4 separate regions of the Mus musculus genome follow, and all the other regions are linked to region 1. A link is a contact called in public ChIA-PET and HiChIP or PLAC-seq data. All regions are on one chromosome and are shown on one strand. The core of a region is the stretch at or near the end of the contact, and the rest is flanking DNA. Distances in the headings are between cores, read along the strand shown. Region 1 holds the start of Snrnp25 (small nuclear ribonucleoprotein 25 (U11/U12)). Region 2 overlaps Stk10 (serine/threonine kinase 10). Region 3 holds the start of D630024D03Rik (RIKEN cDNA D630024D03 gene). Region 4 holds the start of Stk10 (serine/threonine kinase 10).

Region 1 (2,567 bases), core at 50-2,549:
CATATGCTCAGCCCAGGGTGTGGCACTATTAGAAGGTGTGGCCCAGTTACAATAGGTGTAGCTTGCTGGAGTAGGTGTGTCACTATGGGCTTGGGCTTTAAGACCCTCATCCTTGCTGCCAATATTCTGCTAGCAGCTTTCAGATGAAGATGTAGAACTCTCAGCTCCCCCTGCACCATGCCTGCCTAGATGCTGCCATGCTCTTGCCTTGATGATAATGGACTGAACCTCTGAACATGTAAGCCAGCCCCAATTAAATGTCCTTATAAGAGTCCACGTGGTCAGCCACCTCAGTGAAGTTGGAGATTAGGTTGTATTGAATAAACTTTAAAGGAAAAAAAAAAAAAAGGAGTTGCCTTGGTCACACTGTCTGTTCACAGCAGTAAAACTCTGACTAAGACACCTATTGTGTGTTAGGATTTTCAATTAACACTGGGCCTGGCGATCCTGAGAGTATTGTATCAAGAGGCTCCAGGCCTGTACCTCAGGTCCAGGGTGCAACTGACCGGCTACCTAAAACCTTTGATAACAAAATGTCTTTTGTTTGTTTTGAGGCAGAGACCCACTACTCCAGACCCTTGGCTGGCCTGGAGCTCTCAATGTATCAGGCTGGCCTCAAACTCACAGAGATTCCCTTGCCTCGGCATCCCGGGTGCTGAGATTAAAGGTCTGGCCAGACAAGAGATGTTTTAATAAAACACAGAGGGAAGTACAAATAAACTTGTGTAACTCAGTGGTAGAGCACTTATTTAGCATTCGAAAGGTTCTCAGTTTGGCTCCCAGTTCTGTGCGCACACAGACGTTAAATAAAAACACCTTTGATTGGCAAGGTTAAAGAATACATTAACTACTAAGTCACGCATACTGAAGTTTCAGGCAAAAGGAAAAGACTTGTCACACTCATCCTGAGTTCATATCTTAGTGTTTGTTTAATTCAAACTTCACGGCTCAGAGGGGCTCCTCACCCTAAGCGTTCCACTTATGCGCAGAAGCGTCTTTCTCTGGTGGGACCACCAGCGCCCATCCACACCCCAGAGCCCTGTCTCGCACCTGGATCGGAAGGTCGCAGAGCAGCGGGTCTTGCACCACCATGGCGAGACCTTCTTGGAACACGTCCACAGCCTCGGAATGGGGCAATGTCTCCTCATCATCCTCGTCGTCCTCCGGCACCTCCGGCCGATCCTCAGCCTCCGGGTCCTCCAGGACTGCCTACTACTAGACTAGTGTTGCTTTCCGGCGCTCCTCCAGCCTGCCCTGCCTTCCAGGTTGATAAGCAAAAGGCGCGTGCGCAGTGATTGTGTCCCGCCCCGACGAGATAGCTTAGCCAATGGTATACTGCGTGGCTTCAGTAGCCAATGAAATGTGCGAGTCTTCGGGAGGCTGGGAGCGTGCAGACAGCAGGTTATTGGCTGGATAGAGCAGGTCACGTTGGTGGTGCGAGCGGCGCGGGAGCTACGAGCTATTCTGTTCCCCGCTGCTGAGCTTCTCTTCGGTCTGGGCTGGTTGTCAAGGAAGGCCAGCGTTGCTATCGTTTCGCGCAAGACACCTGTCCCCGTGCACGGCATCACCCAACAAGGTGACGCTGGGAGGCGGGCGCCTCCTGCTGCCTGGGGCCTGCCGTTGCCACTCGCGTGCTGTTGCCCCAGCCAGGTCGCTTCGCAGTCACTTGAGATTATGCCATGGGCTCCATTCCAAAAAATTGCCTAAAAGGTCCACTTTAAAGTAAGGTGGAAGCCGGGCATGATGGTGCACGCCTTTAATCCCAGCGCTTGGTAGGCAGAGGCAGGCGGATCTCTGAGTTCGAGGCCAGCCTGGCCAGAGTGAGTTCCAGAACAGCCAGGGCTATACAGAGAAACCCTGTCTCAAAAATCCAACCAACCAACCAACCAAAAAACCCACCAACCCCCTCCCCGCACAAAAACCAACTCCAACTCCAACACACACACACACACAAATAGAATAAAAAGTGAAGTGAAGCTTTGGCTTGGTGGCACACACCTTTAATCTCAGCACACAGGAGGCAGAGGCAGTTGGATCTGAATCGAGAGCTAGGTCTGTATGGGAGAGCAGGGACTACAGAGGGAAGTTGTCTAAACAAAACAAATCTAGGCGGGACCTGTGGTCCTCGGAGCTGTCAAGGGCAGCCTTGCCATGCGCTGATCTCTAGTCCTCGTGTTCTTTTACACCACCAGTCCCTGTAACAACTGTTCTTATGAGGACGCTGTGTAGGCAGCACTGTGGGCTTTTTCTTTTTTCTTTGCTCCCGTCACATTCCCTGGATAGCTACTTTAATCACTTGCCTCATTTTTAAAATCCTATGTGTATGGGTCATTTTCGGCGTGTATTTCTTCTGGGCACTGAGAAACATCGTGTGAGTGCTGGGAATCAAATTTGGCCCTCTGGAAGAACAACAACCGTGTCTCTCTCTCTCTCTCTCTCTCTCTCTCTCTCTCCCTCCCTCCCTCTCTCTCTCTCTCCCTCTCCTCCCTCTCCCTCCCTCCCTCTCTCCCTCCCTCCCTCCCTCCCTCCCTCCCTCAATCATGGTTATCCTACTTAAAACTCTTATC
Region 2 (2,567 bases), core at 45-2,544, 410 kb before region 1:
GGCAGGCAGGCATCAGCTCACCCGGGCCTGACCGACTGAGATGTAACTCTGCTGGTGGCCTCTGAGCACTGACTTGGGGAAACTGAGACACAGGGCTGCGTACCTGCAGCTGCTGTAGCTCGCTCATGTTGCTTTCACACTGCGCCACCATGTCTCGCATCTGGTTCTCGTGTTTCTGCTGCTGCTGCAGCCTCTCCGCCTTCTGCCTCTTCTCCTCCTGCTGGGAGAACTGCAGAAAGAGGATGCTGCTGCTGGGCGGGCAGAAGCTTGCCTGGACGGCTGGTGGGGGTGGGGGTGGGGTGGGGGCGGGACTTTGCCTAGTTCAGCCTGAGCCAGCAAGGCCCATCCTAGGGACTGGGCCGCGATGCTCTGAGTCCAGCCCACCTCAGGTTCTGCTCTCACTACTGAAACTTGCCCTGAGTGGAGACCCAGCCACTGGCAAGTGTCACCCTGCTGGGTCACCTGATAGGGTGAGATGACAAGTGCCAGGATAGAAATCACAGGGACACCGAGCAGTGTTGGTGTACGCCTTTAATCCCAGCACTTGGGAGGCAGAGGCAGAGAGGCAGAGAGGCAGAGAGAGAGGCAGAGAGGCAGAGAGGCAGAGAGGCAGAGAGGCAGAGGCAGAGAGGCAGAGGCAGAGAGGCAGAGAGGCAGAGAGGCAGAGAGGCAGAGAGGCAGAGAGAGAGGCAGAGAGAGAGGCAGAGAGGCAGAGAGGCAGAGGCAGAGGTAGAGGCAGAGGCAGAGGCAGAGAGGCAGAGGCAGAGGCAGAGGCAGAGGCAGAGAGGCAGAGGCAGAGGCAAGCAGGCAGATTTCTGAGTTCAAGGCCAGCCTGGTCTACAGAGTGAGTTCCAGGACAGCCAGGGCTACACAGAGAAACCCTGTCTCGAAAAAAACAAAACTAACTAAATAAATAAATAAATTTTAAAAATAAAATAAAATAAAAAATTCTGAGGGGCCTGAATCACACAGGAGGTCAGGGTGGATGAGAACACAGAACGTCATGCATGTAAACATGGGGTCATGAAGGAAACCAGTGCATGACCAACTCTATTGAACAAGGATCTGCCCACCAAGGGAGCTTTCTCCCGGGCTACTGAAACGTCCAGGCCATGACTGACTTACACACTGGGCTCTATCTAACATCTGACATGCGGGTCCCCTGCTGTATGCAGCCAGTCCATGCGGCCAGTCCTTACCCAGCTCCCCCATGCTCACTGCCCACAGCCTACCGGACGCACGCACGCACGCACGCACGCACGCACGCACGCACGCACGCACGCACGCAGTCCCCACCTGCTTGATCTTCTCGCGCTGCTCAGAGGCACTGCCCGCACCGTTGATGTGCAGGCTCTTCTTGTACATGGCCATGCGCGTCTTGCCGTCGCTCCTCTGGATCTTGGGTAGCCGCGCCTTCTCCTGTTGCTGTCTGACCTTCAGCTGCTCCATCATGCGCTGGTTGTAGCGCTGCATCTGTTCCCGCTCCTGGGGGGGGGGGACACCAAGCAGAGGTGAGGGAGCTCTAGGTATGGAGGGTGCTCAGGAGCCAAAGGCCACCATGCTCAGCCCGGGAGCCCCAGGTGCCAGCATGGAAGAGCTGTTAGCTCCCTTCTATAGTTCAAAGACATTGTTCTTTCATTCTTTTCTTTTTACACGTATTTATTTTATTGGGGGGGAGGGGTCAAGCATGAGCGTGGCACTCAGAAGACACATCCCGGGGATCAGTTATCTTCTTCTGCTATGAGGGCTCAGGGAATTGAACTCATGTCATCAGGCTTGGTGGCAAGCTTCCTTAGCCACCAAGTCATTTCCACAGGGATGTTTTTTGTTCTTTCAGCATTACAAGTGTCTGACTTGTGATGGTTTGACCCTCAGCATTCTGACTTTGCAGGCATAAGAGCAATGTGATTTGGGTGGACCCAGACTTTTGAGTGTGCATCTTTTCCAGGGTGGACAAAATCTAGTACAATCTTCTGGATTCCGGACAGTGGGAGCAAGCCACAGCTCTTGCTGGCCACACGTTCCTGAGAGGAAATACCCTACGGTAGGCTACTTCAGACCTGTGTGACTAAGCAAGGAAGCCCAAGGGGCATGCGGCTAAAGAACACTTACAATACGTTACTTTCAAGTCTGGATGGTTGAAGGGGGTAGAACCCCAACAAGTCAAGAAACATCTTCTTTTTTCCCCCTTGGGGGTGGGTAGAGCGGGTTCAAGTAGCCCAGAACTGGCTTTGAACTGAGAGGGCCAAGCACTGAGCTGTTGGGTGAGCAAGGGAGCTGCCTGCCCATCTTCATCCTCCCGTGGTTTCCTTGACTCTCACATGGGGCACCTGGGGATGGTCTTGGGCCCTCACTGTGGCTGCAGCAGCCCTTCCTGGGTGCTGCCATCAAGCGGCCCCTCATCCTGCCCCGCCCCGTCTCACCTTCTCATGCTTACGCAGCAGGTCATGCCGCTGCAGGAAGTACTGGTCCTTCAGTTGCTGCTTCACCAGCTGATGTCGCTCCTGCAACTGGTGCTCCTCCATCTCCCACAGGGCCGCCTCACGGTCTGTGGAGGACACGCCACC
Region 3 (2,567 bases), core at 30-2,529, 380 kb after region 1:
CTGTCTAACCGCTGGCTGCTTTCTCTGACTTCTCGGGGGGCTGAGCATGGGGCTCACTGGTGCGTGTATGCTTAAGAAGTATGAGGTCTCCAGAACCCCAAAGAGGGTAAATAGATACTGCAATTGGAGGGCTGTGGCTATATTTAAACAGAAGGTGGAGGCAATATTCTGAGCTACCTCCGAGGTGGAAATACATTGGTTCCCTCCCATACCCTCCAACTCTAGACCCAGCATCTCTACCAAGAGAGGAAGTTTATCTCCCAAGCCAAAAGACCAAATATAAGCACTGTTTTTGCCTGACTTGCTTGTAAAAAAAATCTCAACTTCTGACCCAGACATCTCCTGGCTGTGTGTCCTTGGGCCCTCTCTGAGCTTGGACTACCATTCCCACTCTCCCAAAACTGAAACCAGGGTAGAATTGGGAATCTTTTTGAAGACTGTGAAGTGATAGATGGGTGTAAGGTTTTAAGCAGAAAAATATTATTTACTTGTTAAGCAGATTAAGACAGAGAACTCCAAATTGATAACAGGTATGTCTCTATTACTCTTCAAAGGACAGAGAGAAATCACCAGCAGACACCATGGGGACCTGGAAGCCCCTGGTTGTTCATAGCTTCACTACTGTTTAGTAGGCATAGGTCAGGTGGGGTCGGAAAGTCTCCTCTGAAATGTGCAGTCAGTTGTGTTCCAGGCAAACTCAACAATCATTAGCCATGTACTCTTGTTTATTCTGCCCCAGCCTGGAATTTGGCCTCTTACAAAACCCCAGCTTCAGGAGAACAGGTTGGGCCAAAGTGTGTCAAGGTGGCCTCCCAGGAAGATGCCGTGTGTTTGCTCAGCAGATGCCAAGTCACGCCCAGCACAGTGAGCCAGATGACCTCTGTAGACACCTATCTGAGAGCTGGGACCGACCCCCGGGACACTCCTTTCAAATCTGGGTGGCTCCACAGCTGTGTTGGATGGCAGGATGCCATGGTAACCACAGCGGTTTTTTGGCTTAGTCATCTGTCATTGGAACATCTCACGCAAACTGAGCAAAATGTGAAAATTGTGAAACTATGAGAATGGAGCAGCCACGTGCCATATTCACCTGCTATGCAGGGCTTCACCCTCTGCCCTCGGGAGATCAGGGGTGGAACACCCAGGCCAGGGATTCAACATAGATTTTGAGGGACACATGTACTGCTTGAGGCATATCTGTGTTCACGAATGGAAAATGCTCAAAACCGTCTCCCTGGCTACCCACAGTCACGTGCCCTGCTCTGATTTTTCCAGGGCAGGGAGTGCGACCTCGCTGCTGAGTTAGCCTGGCTCTTGAGCCGGGCTGATAGAAACTCCCCCAATCCCCACTTGTTTCTGTGTTTAGGGTTTGGCAAACTGGTGTTTTCACTCTCAGGGGCTAGCTCCATTTGTCTGGCCACTTTTCTGACTACAGTGCTGGGTACTGCACCTTTACAACAAGGCTGTGAGGGCTGAGCACTCAGAGGCAGAGGCTGGGGGATCCCTGAGTTCAAGGCTACCCAGGGCTACGCAGTAAGTATCTCAAAAACTCAAATAATAGTAATAATTTTTTTAAAAACTAGAATAAAGTTCTTGGGTTTTAGCAAATGTGGGAGGTGAGAATATTCATATGCTACCCTGGGGGAAATAGCTGAGCCTATTTCCAGTTGGGGTAACAAAACAGGTGTCCGGTTTTCCATCTCTCTTTCAAACTTTCCTACCTTAAGGAAAGGGCATTCAGAAGCCTCATCAAGGCAATTTTGTTGGAAAATTTGGTCTCATTTTCTGAAGCTAAAGCTAGATAATGCTTTGTTCAGCAATACCGTGTTTAGCTGTCCTCATGGGATGGGTGGAAAACAAGGGGGCTTTCTGGACCTGTTTACCTGTAGCATAAAGCCTTAGTATGCTTTGTGCTAGAACCTCCAAGTAGTTGAATTTCAGTTGGGGATTTTGTTGTAATTCTCTTTGCTTTTCCTCCTCCCCACCTTTTACCAAGTATAATCTGCTCTATGACTCTCCCTAGCCGTATCCCAGATTAATTGGGTCAGATGCTGGGGTGAGGCCAGCAGTGTGTGACGAGCCTTGGTGGAGAGAAAGAAGACTGTGGCCTTCAGGCACAAAGGCAGGAATATTGCAACCCCCATTCCGTACAAGCAGCAGCCCCCACTAATGACAATGGGTTCCACGAAAGCCACACTCTGGAAGAGGTACCCAAGTGGGGCTAGCCACAGAGCTGGAAGACTGTCTCAAAACCACACAAGGCCGTATGATTCTAGAATGCAAGTGGTAGCTGTTCGCCCATGTAGTTCGCCCATGTTCGTCCTTGCAGTTCCAACTCATCTTCAGCTCTACTGAAAGCTGACAGCTCAGTCTTGAAAACCCAAAGCTCTGCTCCTGCTATCAGGAGGATTCCTGCATCCATTTATTGTATCCTCCATTCCAGACTGGACTCCTAAACCATGCCACGCCCTATCTGGGCACCAGGGCTAACAAGGTAACTAAGAAATGATTGTCACTTGCAGGAAGCTCATGCAATAGTCACCTTGGGCCTCAGGGAGAGATGCAGT
Region 4 (2,567 bases), core at 38-2,537, 330 kb before region 1:
GATGCTATAGCATCTTTCCTAGGGAGCACACTTCTGGGGCGAGAAGCAGACCAACGCTAGCATATCAATTTCAAGTCAAAGGGAGCATGGCCCGACTTGGGGAACTGGAAAAGCCCTTTCTGGGGTCCAGCATCCTGAAAGGGTCAGTGAGGCCTCTAACTACCAAAGCCCCAAGGACAATGACATATGGCTTTGGAGGGCAGCTAAGACAGCTGAACTATGGGAGTCTCCCAATAAAAGTAGGGGATGCTATGCTGTAGTGGCCAAACCTACAGTCCAAGCTACTCCAGAGACTGAGGCAAGTAGATCTGGGAGACCAGCCTGAGCAGCCTGGTTGGGGAAGCCGGGGGAGGGGGAGGGTGTTGAGGAGGAGGAAATGAGAAAGGGTGGAGTCAAGATGAGTTAGGTACTTTGAACAACAACCCAGGCACTCAGAATTGGCTCAGAGGACCAAACCCCAGGAGCTGTCCGTCTGCACACGTGTCTATATGGAATCATCTATGCCCCACCCACTCCTCCTCAGCCTGTCTTCCTCCAGGGGAGAGGTAACTGCAGACAGGGAGCCTCTGGTGACTCAGGCGACTAGAAGCCAAATCTGTGCCCTGCAGCTGCATTCACAGGACCCTGTCCTCGCTTTCCGTTGAGCCTTCTAATCCCAAGCCTGTCCTCACTTACTCCAGGGCCCTTCTGACCTCCCCAGTACCGATCGTAGGCTCATCTTCAGAAGTGTCCTCAACTCCCAACCCTTGCAGGCACAGCCCAGAGCCTGAATATTCCCACAACATCGGTATAGTCCCTCTTTAAAAGATGTGTCCCTATCACCGTGATCCTGGGGATGCCTCCGGTAGCCCCCTGGGATGCCTCGATCCTACAAACGTCCCTTTGTGCCCTGTACAGGGCACACAGGAAGTGCTCAGAAGCAGCTGTGCGGGGGGTGGGAGTGGGGGTCAGGGGCTCGCAGGACCTGGTAGGCTCAGCAATCGGAACTCTCACCTTGTAGACTTTGCCGAAGGCGCCGTCTCCCAGCTCGCCCACGATCTCCCATACATCGTTGGGGTCCAGGTCCCGGCGGACGTGCTCATATTCACGGGACTTTCTCTTCTCGAAGGTGGATAACCGCAAGATGCGGCGGAAATTGGCGAAAGCCATGCTGGATGAGGAGCGCGACGACAGGACCCGCGGCTTCGGAGAGCCGCCCTCCTCGCAGCGCAGCACCCGCCGAGTGCGCCAGCGGCCACAGGGAGCTGCAGGAACCGCGGCCCGCCCGCCCCGCCCCGCCCCCTCCTAGACCCGCCTGCAGGACGCCCGGCACCCGCGCGCGCGCCTGTCCCCGCCGGCTCCACCTGCTCTGCGGCGCCCCGAGACCCCTCAATTGGCTGCGGGAGCTCGCGGCTCCGCCCGCGCCGCGGGGCACTCTGGAGACTGTAGTCCGCCGGGTGGCCGGCCCCTGGGCCCGCTGCGCCTCCCGGAACCCCAAACCTCCGGGGTTCAGCTGGTGTCTTTCAACCGCCGTCGGTGCCGAGTGGGTGCATCAGCGCACAGAACTCTCCCGCTGAGGCTTGGTTCGCCAGCTTCCCGCGCGAGATGCCCGCACCCCTCGCCCCGGGACTCACCCCAGTCCTCGGTGCTCTTTGCCTCAAAGTTCACGCGGTCCCAGGTGGCTTTCGCCACACTTCCTAGGCAGGTCTCGTGCTGCCTCTGAGCCCCGCAGAAAGCAGAGCCCCGCGCTTACGCCCATCCGGACTTTCCCCGCCTCCGCCAGCCACAAACGGCCGGGACGCTGGACATGAAACGAGAGTCCCTTTAGGACCTTTAGGCTTCATGGTAGGTTAGCAAATATATTCCTTATTAAGTAAAACTTTCTAGTTATTTTGCGAATTAAAAAGCCCCATTAGAGATAAAAGCGGAGTCATCTCTGGGATGGTGCTCCTATATCCTGGTCCTCATCCCTCTCTACCTTGGCTGCGGGCGTCCCGCATCTTGCACAGCGTCTTTGCTTGGTATCAGAACGTGGGTTCTAGTGATTGTGCTGGGGGCTGGGCAGCTGCAGAATCTATGCTGGAGACCCTCCCATCCTGAACAAGAGTGTCTCACACTCGGGCACTCTTAACTCGAGAAAGCGTTTTAATTGTTGGTCCCCTTCGTCCGGACTCTTCGAAAATATCCCTAGAGTCTCGCGCCAAATGCTGTTCCCCCATTCGAAAAGCCGGCTGGAGAGTGAATACTAGGCGCGGAGAGGGTTGTGTGTGCTAAGGACGTCCGGAATAAAAGTTGCTCCAGTTCCAATTGTTCCCACCACAAAATGAGTGCGGGGAAAATTTATAATTAAAAGAAGAAAATGTCATGCAAAACTGTTCTTGTTGAGTCAGCCTGTGGACCAGCCAAAGTGTACATCTGTCACTCGGTTGAGCGGGACCTGCTGAAGTCTGTGCAGCTATACCGGGTGGACAGAGGGTCAGAATGCGCTAACCATTTCCAGGAGTTCCAAAAGAAAACAAAGTAAGGATAAAAATGGAAAGGTCCGTTAAAAATGTCCTGCTACATGAAAGAAGCCAGACCCAAAGATC

What was found. ChIA-PET counts read pairs in DNA pulled down with a chosen protein or histone mark. HiChIP or PLAC-seq counts read pairs in DNA pulled down with a chosen protein or histone mark.
Region 2: an H3K4me3 HiChIP or PLAC-seq map of embryonic stem cells shows a contact between it and region 1, with 7 times the contacts expected there. The contact joins the enhancer-like site here to the promoter of Snrnp25 in region 1. A contact is called at or near these places in 1 of 484 Hi-C or Micro-C datasets (embryonic stem cells), 4 of 115 datasets of contacts at active chromatin or transcription factors (embryonic stem cells, pancreatic cancer cells and stem cell-derived neural progenitor cells) and 3 of 9 other capture datasets (adipose tissue, embryonic stem cells and liver).
Region 3: a contact with region 1 is called in an HNF4G HiChIP or PLAC-seq map of pancreatic cancer cells. The contact joins the promoter of D630024D03Rik here to the promoter of Snrnp25 in region 1. A contact is called at or near these places in 1 of 39 promoter capture datasets (the HPC-7 cell line) and 1 of 115 datasets of contacts at active chromatin or transcription factors (pancreatic cancer cells).
Region 4: an RNA polymerase II ChIA-PET map of memory CD8 T cells shows a contact between it and region 1, with 146 read pairs. The contact joins the promoter of Stk10 here to the promoter of Snrnp25 in region 1. A contact is called at or near these places in 5 of 39 promoter capture datasets (the HPC-7 cell line, embryonic stem cells, hematopoietic stem and progenitor cells and 1 more), 4 of 484 Hi-C or Micro-C datasets (the G1E-ER4 cell line, embryonic stem cells and fetal liver), 2 of 115 datasets of contacts at active chromatin or transcription factors (embryonic stem cells and memory CD8 T cells) and 2 of 9 other capture datasets (adipose tissue and pancreatic islet).

The regions. Positions count from the first base shown.
Region 1 is chr11:32,204,147-32,206,713 of GRCm38.p6, reverse strand. Snrnp25 (small nuclear ribonucleoprotein 25 (U11/U12)) reads right to left here and starts at 1,299. Exons shown (of 5, transcript NM_030093.3): 1 at 1,051-1,299. The coding sequence starts at 1,092. It also overlaps a transcript of Il9r not described here.
Region 2 is chr11:32,613,443-32,616,009 of GRCm38.p6, reverse strand. Stk10 (serine/threonine kinase 10) reads right to left here. Exons shown (of 19, transcript NM_009288.2): 15 at 2,424-2,548; 16 at 1,297-1,485; 17 at 104-229. Among named protein-coding and RNA genes, the nearest start is that of Fbxw11, 28 kb to the left of the region's middle. Within about 2 kb of position 1,294, at least 22 of the 459 cell types and tissues checked have an H3K27ac peak or open chromatin away from gene starts, as enhancers often do. A contact at or near this core is called in embryonic stem cells, where this site is marked.
Region 3 is chr11:31,823,259-31,825,825 of GRCm38.p6, reverse strand. It overlaps D630024D03Rik (RIKEN cDNA D630024D03 gene), which reads left to right and starts at 1,279. Exons shown (of 4, transcript NR_102314.1): 1 at 1,279-1,533.
Region 4 is chr11:32,531,986-32,534,552 of GRCm38.p6, reverse strand. Stk10 (serine/threonine kinase 10) reads right to left here and starts at 1,287. Exons shown (of 19, transcript NM_009288.2): 1 at 994-1,287. The coding sequence starts at 1,149. It also overlaps a transcript of Efcab9 not described here.